2 separate regions of the Hordeum vulgare genome follow, and region 2 is linked to region 1. Evidence: chromatin contacts called from public Hi-C data. All regions are on one chromosome and are shown on one strand. Each heading gives the region's core, a stretch centred on a gene start, on an enhancer-like site or on the middle of the called end of the contact. The rest is flanking DNA. Distances are from core to core; before and after follow the strand shown. Region 1 holds the start of LOC123449121 (beta-galactosidase 6). Region 2 holds the start of LOC123449124 (probable E3 ubiquitin-protein ligase LUL2).

What was found. A called contact is a pair of places that touch in the nucleus more often than the background predicts.
Region 2: a contact with region 1 is called in a Hi-C map of seedling, with 6 times the contacts expected there. The contact joins the promoter of LOC123449124 here to the promoter of LOC123449121 in region 1. A contact is called at or near these places in 6 of 6 Hi-C or Micro-C datasets (leaf, seedling and an unstated tissue) and 1 of 1 datasets of contacts at active chromatin or transcription factors (embryo).

What each region holds. Positions count from the first base shown.
Region 1 is chr4H:495,570,503-495,576,515 of MorexV3_pseudomolecules_assembly, forward strand. It overlaps LOC123449121 (beta-galactosidase 6), which reads left to right and starts at 4,290. Exons shown (of 17, transcript XM_045126213.1): 1 at 4,290-5,236; 2 at 5,340-5,435; 3 at 5,814-5,926. The coding sequence starts at 5,060.
Region 2 is chr4H:495,957,912-495,964,095 of MorexV3_pseudomolecules_assembly, forward strand. LOC123449124 (probable E3 ubiquitin-protein ligase LUL2) reads left to right here and starts at 1,275. Exons shown (of 3, transcript XM_045126215.1): 1 at 1,275-2,224; 2 at 3,911-4,412; 3 at 4,916-5,578. The coding sequence starts at 1,686. The coding sequence ends at 5,098.

The DNA.
Region 1 (6,013 bases), core at 3,040-5,539:
ACCCGTGGACGAGGCGCAAGGTTCTGCGCTAACTCCATCGTCATCACCTCGGGAAAGTTCATCTCCCTTCGAGGCCTCTTCAGGCACCACGCCGTCGCGTCGTACGCGCGGACGGCTTCCTCCGCGGTGTCGAACGTGTCGAGGCCAAGACGCATCTCGTCAAATCAAATCTCAGAGTAGAACGTGCCGGAGGGGCGTGCGCGGACGCAGCGATAGCCAGAAGTTTCACGGCAGCACGGCGGTGGCGAGGAGAGAAAGGAGGCAGAGGGACACGTGGCGAAGAGAGGGATGGCGCGTGACGGGACAGGGCGACCGAGACTCGATGGAGTGCGCGTGACGAGCGCTGTATTTTATAGGCATGCTGGACGTCATGCGTCAAATCTAGGGCGCCCACCCGCATATTCCTGCGCGCAAACTTTTTTCACGGGTAAGTCTACCGTGTCCGTTGAAATACGCGAAATCGTCTCGCGCGCGCTAAAACTTCATTACTTTATTTTAGCCTAAGACGCGTTTCGTTGAAGATGCTCTGATACATGCTTCCACGTAGAGAAGCTCGTACCACCACCACCAGCAGCACCAGGGTGACGAGGTTAAGCATCTGAAGAGAAAGGAAAAGAAAGGCGACCAGGAGCAAGATCCAAGGACGTCCAAATCGTACTACTCGCGAGCAGTGGCCGCTTCAACTCGACCATCCTCGCTTTTCGTCCACTGCGTTGCGGTGCACACGTCCCCGTCGTCGTGCGCCGGCCTGCGTGCACGTCGCCCCAAACCCCGTTGCAACGGACAACGAGGCGAATACAGAGGCGGACGCGCGCGCGCTGCAAGAGACGAAGGATGATGGTACATCGGGAATGGGATGACGCGCACGTCAGAGATGCGGAGGGCCGGAGATGGACGCCGCAGCGAACTCTCATGTCCGCTGCGACGGGGAGAGGCGGCAACCAACAGTGACGCCGCGCCCGCAGCCGCGGCCCAGGCACGGAGACCATTCCGTTCGCGTCCCTCTCCTCTATCCGTCGAGAGATGCTGGGGGCTTTTGTCTTTCTGTGCGAGCGATTGACCCGAGCGGCGAGCGGCGACGACACACACCCACCTCGTTAGTTTTGGGAAGACTTATTACGGACAGATTCCCCACGGAATTGTCTTTGTCTAGTCTTACAGGGTAACGTGGCATCTTCTGCTGGAGCACCTGCTCTGCTCCCGGGAAAGTAGTGGAGTGCCGTCCGGTTCTGGAGTCCGTACGTAGTGGGTTACGCTCAGCTCAAAGACTCTGCGTTGCTAATTTCGGTTTATTCTCTTTGACAAAACGGCACTTGTCCGTGCCAATTTGAATTTCAGACGCTGGCTGTCGTGAGCCAGTGTGACCGACAGCGATGAACATGAGCCACAGGCCACTGATCGATAAGTTGGTGAGGTTTTGACTGTGCGAGGCCGAGCTAGTGCCAGCTTGTTTCTCTTCAATTTGTTTGCCTAGGTTTAGCTTCGACATGTGATGGACTTGTTTGCCGTTGTTGCCAAAAAATCCTCTCTCACGTGGCGAAGCAGCACGAGTACGGCAGTGATTGACAACTCGCTCCTGTCTACAGCTCGGCACGCCATCGATGTGCATGTGTAATTTGAGTGTCGATTGAACAAAACACAACTTAGTTTCATCATGAAACGTATCACCTGCCTAGCCTAGGACATTATTAAAGATTTTGGGAGTAGCAGTTGCCTAGCTGCCTCACAGGATTCTCATGCGATAAGGCTACCGTGCCACAAAATCGTGCACACCGACCTGTTAAGGAAACTTCTATGCGAAAGTCATGCTAAAACAATGTAAACTAATATAGATCGAAGAGAGTATCATTATTATTTTGCAATATAAAGAAATGTGTACATAGGGTCTTTGTTAGGTGGCCCTATTTAGAGCAAAATGTTGTGGTACAAGCTTCAGTAAAGTGAGGGAATATTTTCTTCATCGTGCATAAGGCCCTGTTTGGAACATCATTTCCACTTAGAAGTAAAAAAAATACGGACCGTCCTCTGTTTTTATTCCGCCCGCAAATCGCTCTTGACCGTTAAGTTAAGTTACACCCGTAAGAGAAATAGATTTGTATTTACATTCAGATCAAGCGCAGCCTGAAGGAATAAAATCTAGGATCACAATATTCATCACATGTGTTATATTATGCATCCGTCCACGCATCGTATGTGACGTATCCAGAAGGCAGCCCAGACGGTAGACAAGTTTCCGTCTCTTTCCACAACTTCACCCACTGTTGCAAGAAAAATCATCTCTCTATGACCTCACGAAGCCGCACGAGTAGGGATGTAGGCGGACATCCCACATAAATCCGCATAACATAATATTTGCCCAAATTAAAGTAATTCGACAAAAAAATTACAACTGATCTGAGATATTTTAACTTGGAAACGGAACGGATCGGATGTTGCTCTACATCCCTACACACGACATCATAGCTGATTTCCTGGTTGATCACCCCATCTCCCAACGGCTTGAGAGAAAGGTGCAGCGCTAGCCTTCTCCGCTCGCGATCCTGATCCGAAGCAACAAGATCACAGAAACGCTCGTGTCGCCTCCAGGGAGGCGACTCGGGCGCCCTAGCCGCCGCCGCCCTCGACCTCCCTCCTCCCCTGCTTCCCGCCGCCGCCGGAGGAGGCCGGCGAGCGAAGCTCGCCCGACGGACGGCGGACGGCGGGCCTTCCTCCCTTCTTCACGAGGGGATCCTCTGGCTGAGATGCGACGGCGTTCCTGGGCGTACGGCATGGACGCGGAGTTGGCACGCTCGGGCAGCGGCCCGACGGGATCCTGACGGCGCTGCGGGGGCTGCCGGCGGATCTGGGGTTCACAACTCCAGATCGGTTCTCCTTCTCGGATGATGCTGGATCTGAACATGGTGGTGGCGTCATCCCCTTCGTCAGGGATGACGATCAGGTGGTGGGTCCTTGTGACGTTGCCGGTGGCGGCGGATCTTGGGATCCCGCTTTCTGGGGACGTCGCAGGATGTGGTGGCCCGTGCAGGAGAGATGGGTTCTTCGAACAGATCTGGGTAAAAGCTTGCTTTCGGCTACTGCCAAAGCCGGCGATGGCGGCGTTGTCTACGTCATTTCCTTCCTGAAGGCATCGCTGAGGAGAAGTTCAAGGCCACTCTTTGCTACCTTCGGGGGAAACCCTAGATCAGTAGATTGGATGGCGGCGATGCTCTGGTGTTGTTTCCCTCTTGGGGGCGTCATTCATGGAGGTACACACGGGCTCGAGGGATCATTGGGCGGCATCAACGATGGAGCGGCGTTCCTTGTGACACATTGATGTCGTGGAGTCTCGGCGGCGAGGCGCAGCAAAGTCTCGACGACGGATGCGTGATGATGAGCGCGCGTTGGGAGGAGGCGTTGTCTGGCACCGTGGGGGCATCGACGGCAGGCCCTGCAAGGTCGATGCGTCAGTAACTCTTCTGAAGATGGATTGATGGAAAGCGGCGGCGACAACCTATGAGGGTGCGTTGGACCGGTTTGTGCCCCTGACCCGGTATGTGGCTCGGTCGGGGCCTTCGGCTTTAGATGTTAGGCTAGGTGAGAGGTCTGGGTATGTGGCTTACACTTTCTGCACCCCTTCATCATTGGATAGGAGTAGCGACAGATATTGCCAAGAGAACGGCTTCAGATATATTGATGTATTGCTTTATAAGATATTTGTGAATAATTAATAAAATGGCTGCATGCATCTTCCAGATGCACATGCCTGGGGTCATCCTCCTTTAAAAAAAATCCCTACGCACGGCAGCGACAACTGGCTCCTGTCTACAGCTCGCCGCGTCATCATCTTCCACTTCCACTGCTCCAAAATTAAGCCACCACTTTCCACCCTCGCCATTTCCATTTTTCTAGCACAAGATAAGAAACGAAAAGGAGATGGATCCTTCGCCGCGGGACAGTCCAGGACGCCGGCAGTGCAGCATATGATACGCGCGCGGGGACGGGGAAGCGACAAGGCCGTTCTAGACCTGAGCGGCAGACGTGGTACAACTAGCGCTACGTGCTGGTAACGGGGCTGGGGATCGACAAGCGACAACGCCGGCCGGTCACCGCACACGACCCCTGTCGGTGTAGCTAGCCGGCCCCATTTTCTATCTTTCTTTGCGAGGCCAATGCCAAGAGCACATGCCCGGAGGCGTACGGCGAGGGGGAATACTAAACGCTCTCTGCAGCAAGTAAAAAAAAGAAGAGGGGGGTGTAATTTTCAGCGAGGGAGAAAAGAGGGTGAGAGGCAGCAAGGAAGGAAGATGCTTGCATTACTCCCGCGGCCCACCCATCAATCATCCACGCCGTGTGTACCACCGAACCATCACGCCGCCGCCATTAACTACTGCTGCTAGCAACTCGCAGCAGGAGTAAATTCTTTCTCCCTCCCGTCTATCCGATCCGATCCAGTTCAATCTCGTTTTCTCATCGCGATCGCGCACCCCAGGTGTCCGCCATTGTTGCCGTTGCTTGCAAGCAGCAGCAAAACCGGACGCCCGGGGCAGGTCAAGAGCAGGGAAGATCCACGAGAGAGAACACGGCCACACTCCACACCCACCCCATTGCCTGCCGCGAGCGCGCAAAAAAGCCTTTTTAATCGCGGTGGGAGAAGGAGGAGGGGCACGGCACCACCACCACCACCGCATCCACAAACCACAAGACCACAAGGAACAAACAAAGCGAGAAAGCGAGGTGCATTTCGTTTGTGCCCTGCCCATGGGGTGTATATTAAACCACCAGTAGTGTCTCTGGTGTGTGTGCGCTCTGCTGCTCCGTTAAAATCCCATTTCGCCTGGGAAGCCAAGCCACACACCGAGGCACCGAGCTAGCAGCAGCAGCAGCAGCCTCCGGCTTCTCTCCTCTCTTTCTTTTTCTTTTCTCTCACCGCCCCCCACCGAGCAACTCCAGCTGCTGCTCGTCGCCCTCACTCCACTCCACGTCCACCGCGCTACTAGCTCGGCTAGTACACCGAACGCCATCATCCCACGAACAAGGTGCAGTCCTTGTCGCTGTTTCTTCTCAGGAGAGCGACAAAGCAATGGCGGCCGTCGGCAGGCTGCCGAGCGCGGCGGCGGCCCTGCTGCTCGCGCTGCTCTGCCTGGCGGGGACGTCGGCGGCGACCAACGTGACGTACGACCACCGCGCGCTGGTCATCGACGGCGTGCGCCGCGTGCTCGTCTCCGGCTCCATCCACTACCCGCGGAGCACCCCCGACGTACGTCCGGCTCTCTTTTGCTTTCTTTCTTTCTCGTCTGTGCGTGGCCTCTCCCTACTCTCTTCTCCGAGGATAGCTCAACACTGGCTGGCGTTGATTGCAGATGTGGCCGGGGCTGATGCAGAAGGCCAAGGACGGCGGCCTGGACGTGGTCGAGACGTACGTCTTCTGGGACGTCCACGAGCCCGTCCGGGGACAGGCACGTTCTCCACTCCATACCGGCCATCAACCTCTCTCTCTCTCTCTCTCTTGCTGCTGTGCTATTTTCTCTAGTGTCATACTACTTTCGTTTCTCCTTTTCTCAAATCATCTCCTCCAGCTGGTCGTCATGTCATGTGTGAAAGGGCAGTGCTTGCTTCCCCTGCACCCTATGCTTTATTCTTCCCACTCGCTCCCAAGCTCTCTTTAATTACTTACCGATCGTACACTGTCGTCTATCATGAGCTCCCTTCGAACTAGTGACATTTTGCATAGTAAATAATATATTGTGTATTGCATTGTATCGGTATGTGCTACTACTTGCTGTTGCAAAATCAAGCCACGAAAACTCTGACGGTTACGAGCCGCAACGTGACAGTACGACTTCGAGGGCAGGAATGACCTGGTGAGGTTCGTCAAGGCCGCCGCCGACGCCGGGCTCTACGTGCACCTCAGGATCGGCCCCTACGTCTGCGCCGAGTGGAACTACGGGTCTGGATTCCGACTCTACACAATTTCCCCCTGTCCGATCTCGGTTTCAGTAGGAGGAGCGGAGCGGAGCGATGGAGCCTAACCGTG
Region 2 (6,184 bases), core at 25-2,524, 380 kb after region 1:
ACAAAAATATACAAAACATATACGTATACTAGGAGTGCTACGACGTAGCCCGGGCTGCCCGGCACGTAGATCCGCCCCTGACAGGGATTGCATAGTTCAAGATGCAATTGATTGGGATTTTGATTTGGGATTCATTCCGTTCGATCAATACAAAATTCAAGATTTAAATTGAATTTTTTCCTTCACAGCGTCTGTGGGATGCCGACAGTTGTCTTCTCCAGCTTCATCCACGGTTTCATTTGTGGTACAAGGTCGAGATTACTCAATATTCTTGAAGAATGTGAAGAAGCCTTACGTACGAATCGGTGGCGCCTCACGATGGACCGGCTTTGGGGTCCAGGCATCGTCCCGGGCTCCAGGCCAGCTGCGATCACATCGGATAGCAAGTGTTTATCTAGTCAAGTAGGGACGCATCCCCACTCCGGACGCTAACCAAGCCGAGTAAATGAGTGCGACGACGGAAAGGGTGTCGCCAATTAGAGGAGCACCCACATTTTCAGGCCTAAACCAACCATCCCATCCACCACCTCGACGCAACAGACGAGCAGAGGTCGCCCCAATTATTGATTGCGCTTGTAACGTGCACGCCTTTCGCCTCGGCCATTCATCAAGGGAGCCCGTGCAGCGGCAGAAACCTTTATTCCAAGGACACAAACCAAACAAGGCATGAATGTAGTACTATTATTGTTTCTTTGTCATTAGTCGAGCGGAAGGAAAAAAGGCCACTAGCAAAAGCGGAGCAGCGACACCTCTGGTTAGGCTCCCCGCTGAAACCTGACCACCACCGCCTCCCACTACTACAAAAGGGCAGGGAATATAAGCAGGATTGTTGCTGCCACTTTTCCGTTCCCAACCCCGCGAAAAAACTGCTCGGAAGTTGCTCCAATGCATTTCACTCCAATTTCAAAAGGTTTTTTTTACACGTGCGGCTTGGCTGGAGCCACAGCCACTCCACACCACGGCTCGCACTTGCATGCTGGATGGAAACGAGACCAGTGAGTGACCGTGGTTCGCCGGCCACGCGAGGACCTCACCGTAAATAGGGTCCGCGGCACATGCACTGTCACCGCCAAATCCAGAGCTCCACGCACTGGTCGTCGCACATTCACCACACGCACGTGTGGCGTGGCAGCGACGGGGTTCGAGCTCCGCCGGTGGTTTCGCGCCCGCGCGCACAAGCCCCGCGTGGGCGGCGGGAGATTCGGGGGGAGTTGAAGGGGCTACGGGTGTGATGGCCGGCCATAGCCGCCCGCAACCACCGAGGGGAAAGGGAAGGAAAGAAAAGGGAGACGATAGTGGTGTGCTTTACGCGCAACCTTCCATTATAGCCCCAAAAATACGACACCAGACGAGAAAGCAAAACAAGTGTGAGCGAGCCGGCAAGCGCCCCCTTCCGTCCCCTCCCTCCCCTCCCCTCCCCTCCCCCGATCGAATCGATCGTGTTCGATTTCGATCCGCGAGAGGGGAATCCATAGGGGGCTCGCTCAAATTCCGCCGCTGATCCTCGGAGGCGGCGGGCGGGCGGGCGTCTTCTTTTTATTGGATTCTTGGGTTTCTTCTTCTTGGGGACGTTGGGAGGAGGCGGGCGAGGTTCCTCCAATTTCGATGCTCCAGGGCCCCGAGATCCGAGCCTGAGCGCGTCTCCCCGGGCTCGCGGCGGGTGATCTGCGTCGCGCGCGGGAGCTATGGGCAACGCGGGCAGCAACGGCGGGGGAGGCGGCCCCGGCCACCGCCGCCGGAGCTCCGGCCACGGCCACGGCCACGGCCACCACCACCAGGCGCCGCCGCCGCAGCAGCAGCCGGAGGCCGCACCCAACCGCTACGTCTTCGCCGCCGCCACGCCCTACCCGCCGCAGTACCCCAACCCCAACCCGCCGCAGTACTACCCGCAGTACGGGAACTACTACCCGCCGCCGCCGCCGTCCGTGCAGGTGCCCCTCCCGGCGCCCTACGACCACCACCACAGGGGCGCCGCGCCGCCGCCCAACGTGCCCCCCGCGGAGTTCCCGCCCTCCGTCCACTCCCACCACTACCCCGGCTGGGCCGGACGGTACCCCTACGGCCTCCAGCCGCCCATGCCCACGCCCTACGTCGAGCACCAGAAGGCCGTCACCATCCGCAACGACGTCAACCTCAAGAAGGAGACGCTCCGGATTGAGCCTGATGAAGACTGTCCCGGCCGCTTCCTCGTCGCCTTCACCTTCGATGCCACCGTCGCTGGAAGGTGAATCCCTCTTCCTTGTCTTAAATCTTATGTTTGTGCCGTTATATGTGTATATGCCGGCAGCTACCTGCCAGTGGCCAGGAGCAGGATTTGTGTGGAACATGCTCTTGTTTGCATGGATTCGTTCTTTACATCGACGTTGATGCTTTGAGGAATTAGTCTCTGTCTCTGATGATGGTGATGCTTTCACTTGCTTGAGGTTAAGGTCGATATTTGTCTATTTCAGCGATCTTTGACCACCATCTGTTTGTTGATTGACGATTCTCTCTATTGATTAACACAGAAAAAGGAAATTAGAGAAAATTATACATAAAGACTTATTGTCTACAAAAGTATTACCTGAGGACATTATAACACACTTATAAGAACCCGGAGCTCCGTCATCTGTGCAGTATCCTTGATACCTTGGTCCTTGCAAAGAATTCTTCTTCAATAGCCAGAAATCCAGCTGTAGCATTGTATGCAATGTCTATTTTCATTAGATTATTCTCAAAAGTTTTTTAGCAAAAACTCTGTGATCGAGAATATTGTAGCAACGATGAAGTTCCAATGGTTCTACAGTTGCCATATACTCCCTCCGTTCCTAAATATAAGTCTTTTAAGCGATTTTACTAAGAGTCTACATACGGAGCAAAATGATTGAATCTATACTCTAAAATATGTCTATATACATCCGTATGTAGTCTACTAGTAAAATCTCTACAAAGATTTATATTTAGGAACGGAGGGAGTACTTTGATCCCTTGGTAACTGTTGAACCTTGTAGTTGTGTGTCTGTAGTCTGGAGGTAGAACACTACATATTTAGGTTCCTGCCTAGTCAAAAAAAGAAGAAGGAACTTTTGTGTTGATTGTGAGGCTTACACAGGATACTCTATCGCATTGTTAACACCACGTATTACTTATGCCCTTCTCCGAGGGGGCCTAGTCGTCAACAAATATTATGTATATTGTCCAACACTCATTCTTCCCTGCATCACTTCCTGCTCAATTGTTACTGTAGGGATATATCTATTCTCTAAACAGACATTCTAAGATTGTTAAGGTCTTCTCCCTAGCACCATTTTCCCTCTTTCATCATCATTTTTGTAGCACCCAATTCTTGCTCAGAAGTGAATAATCTGTTGTGACCAGATGTTGGTTAACAAGCGAGTCTTCCTTTCTACTCCCTCCATATAGAAATAAGAGTGTTTAGATCACTAACTTTAGTGATCTAAACGCTCCTATATTTCTTTACAGAGGGAGTAGTTTATTTGGAATTGATGTGTTCTGATTATGAGCCACCAAAAAGAATTCTTGGAATTTCAGTCCTACCAAGTTGTCTATGACATTCCGTGATAAAGCTTGCATCTTGCTATTTTTTCTCAAAAATAATTTGAAGTGTAATAGGTTCCTAAATTGCTAATGGTTAGCGAAATATGGATTTGAATTCAATTTGTTTTTTCTGGGATCACTGTACCAAGCACATTGAACGGATCCTTCCTGCATATATGGCACTGGTATGTTTGTAGAGGGTTTTGGTGTTTTGTGCTAAAGTTGCGTTGCTGTTTAATATGTACGTATATTGTTGTACTTTCATGTTGTATGACTAAAGCATTACAGCTAACTTAATACAGGCAAAAGAACTCCTATTCTTTCTGTATTGTTAGGTGATTTACCATTCTTCTTGATCTACTTTCTTGAACAGCATGACTGTCTACTTCTTTGCAAAGGAAGAGCTCAACTGCAATCTAACAGCGATGAAGCCAGACTTGATCAAGCCTGTTACTGTTAGCTTCAAAGAGGGTCTTGGCCAGAAGTTTAGGCAACCTTCAGGGACAGGGATTGACTTCTCAGCGTTTGAGGACTCTGAGTTGTTGAAACAGGGGGGGATGGAAATATATCCACTTGCAGTTAAAGCTGAAACAACATTATCTGCTGATCAACCATTGGAGGGGGAAGACCAGAAGCCAAAAACTCCAAACTCGCAGATCACACAGGCTGTGTTTGAGAAGAAAGAAAGTGGTGACTATCAAGTACGAGTTGTTAGTCAGATCCTTTGGGTGAATGGCACCAGGTATGAATTGCAGGAAATATACGGGATAGGAAATTCTGTGGAAGGGGACACTGATGCAAATGATCCTGGGAAAGAATGTGTTATCTGCCTCTCAGAACCTAGGGATACTACTGTCCTTCCATGTAGGCATATGGTAAGTCTCAAATCTATAAAAAAATACAAGCTTATGTGTGATATTATCTACTCCCTCCGTTCCAAAATAAGTGTCTTAAACTTAGTACTTCCTCCGTCCCAAAATAAGTGACTCAAAAATGACTCAATTTTACACTAACTTTAGTATAAAGTTGAGTCATTTTTGAGTCACTTATTTTGGAACGGAGAAAGTACAATTTTGTACTAGAGCTAGTACAAAGTTGAGACGGTTATTTTGGGACAGAGGGAGTATGATTTAAGTTAAGTAAGCTATAATGCTACAGTTATGCTATTCTAGGAAAAAACATTATCTCCAGAAATTTGCTCTGTTATACTATATTGTTAACTGAGCGTGATCTTAAACATTTCATATTCTATTTACTGATCCAGAAAAGTCTACAATAATTCACTGATTTGCTGTCCATTTCCAGTACTATGAGCTGTTTGGCAACCAACTCTGTGCTAGCATCTCTAGTAACTCTGACACTGGATCTTTTGCTGCAGTGTATGTGCAGCGAGTGCGCCAAGGTCCTGAGGTACCAGACCACCCGGTGCCCCATCTGCCGTCAGCCTGTGGAGCGGCTGCTGGAGATCAAAGTCAACAACAAATCCGAAGAGCCGCCCCAGCAGACATCCCAGTCGCCTCCGCTACCTCCACCCCCTGCTCTGCATCAGGAAGAGGTGTAGCTGCAGCCTATCTCGGACAGTCGTAAAAACACTATATGCTTCTAGATTGCGGCCTTCGGGCCTTCCTCCCCTGCAGGGTGCTCGCTTCGTTTGAGCAGACGGGATGTAACTGTTAAAACTTGTCTCAGTTACCTGTAGTGTATGTAAAGCATGTTGTAAAGCTTCTGGCATCACGAAGCGTGGCTCCGGCGGGGAGCCCTGCAGATGCCGAGATGAGGACATCTGATACGTTCATGCGTGTGCTGTTGGCTAGCTGAAGAAGTTTGCAGCAGGGTTGGGGGTGTGCCTCGTGCCTGCCCGGTTTCCTCTGTCGGGGGAGGGGGGAAAGAAGCACGGAAGGTGCCTCCAGATTTGTACAAAGTCTCAGTAATTTCTATCGTATCATAAATTTACCTTGAGGGTGACACATTTCTCTTCTCTGAGTTCTCTGCTTGTGGCTGGTGAGTTATGATAATTCCACTTGTGTACGGTTGGAGTGTATTTTATATGTCGTTGGCATCGCGTGCTCCAGATTATTTTCTCATTGTTTGTTCAAACTTAACGTGTGATAAACGAGGAACACCAGGTCACCAACCCTGTCCACGAGCATCATCTGTGTCTGTTGTCAAGTTCGATTTGTGATGGATCGTTTTTCTTTTTGTGAAAACTCATTTGACCGTTACACTGTCTCTTCTTTTAGGCCTTTTTTGGATCACAGGGTATAGAGGTATTATAGAAATCGGAAAACTATAGTAAGTGAGATGCTTTGTATCTCGAATCCTATGAACAGATATAGAAAAAGAGACATCATTTGGTTCACATGATATGATTTTTCTTCTATTAGGTCTGAGCTAACGTTTCTTTTACTTTTAAATAGAACAGATAGGAGCCAATCATGTATAGAAATGTGATCCTATTCTTGAAACCAAATGGCTCTAAGGAAAAGTTTCTTACAAATAACATATCGCGTAGAATTCTTACAAAACTCATGTAACCAATGAGGCCTTAGAATCATTATCTAGCTTACCGATTCATTCAATGAAAAAGTGTAATGAATCAAATAACTGAAACAATTAACGACAAAGATCAAGTGAAATCATTTTCATC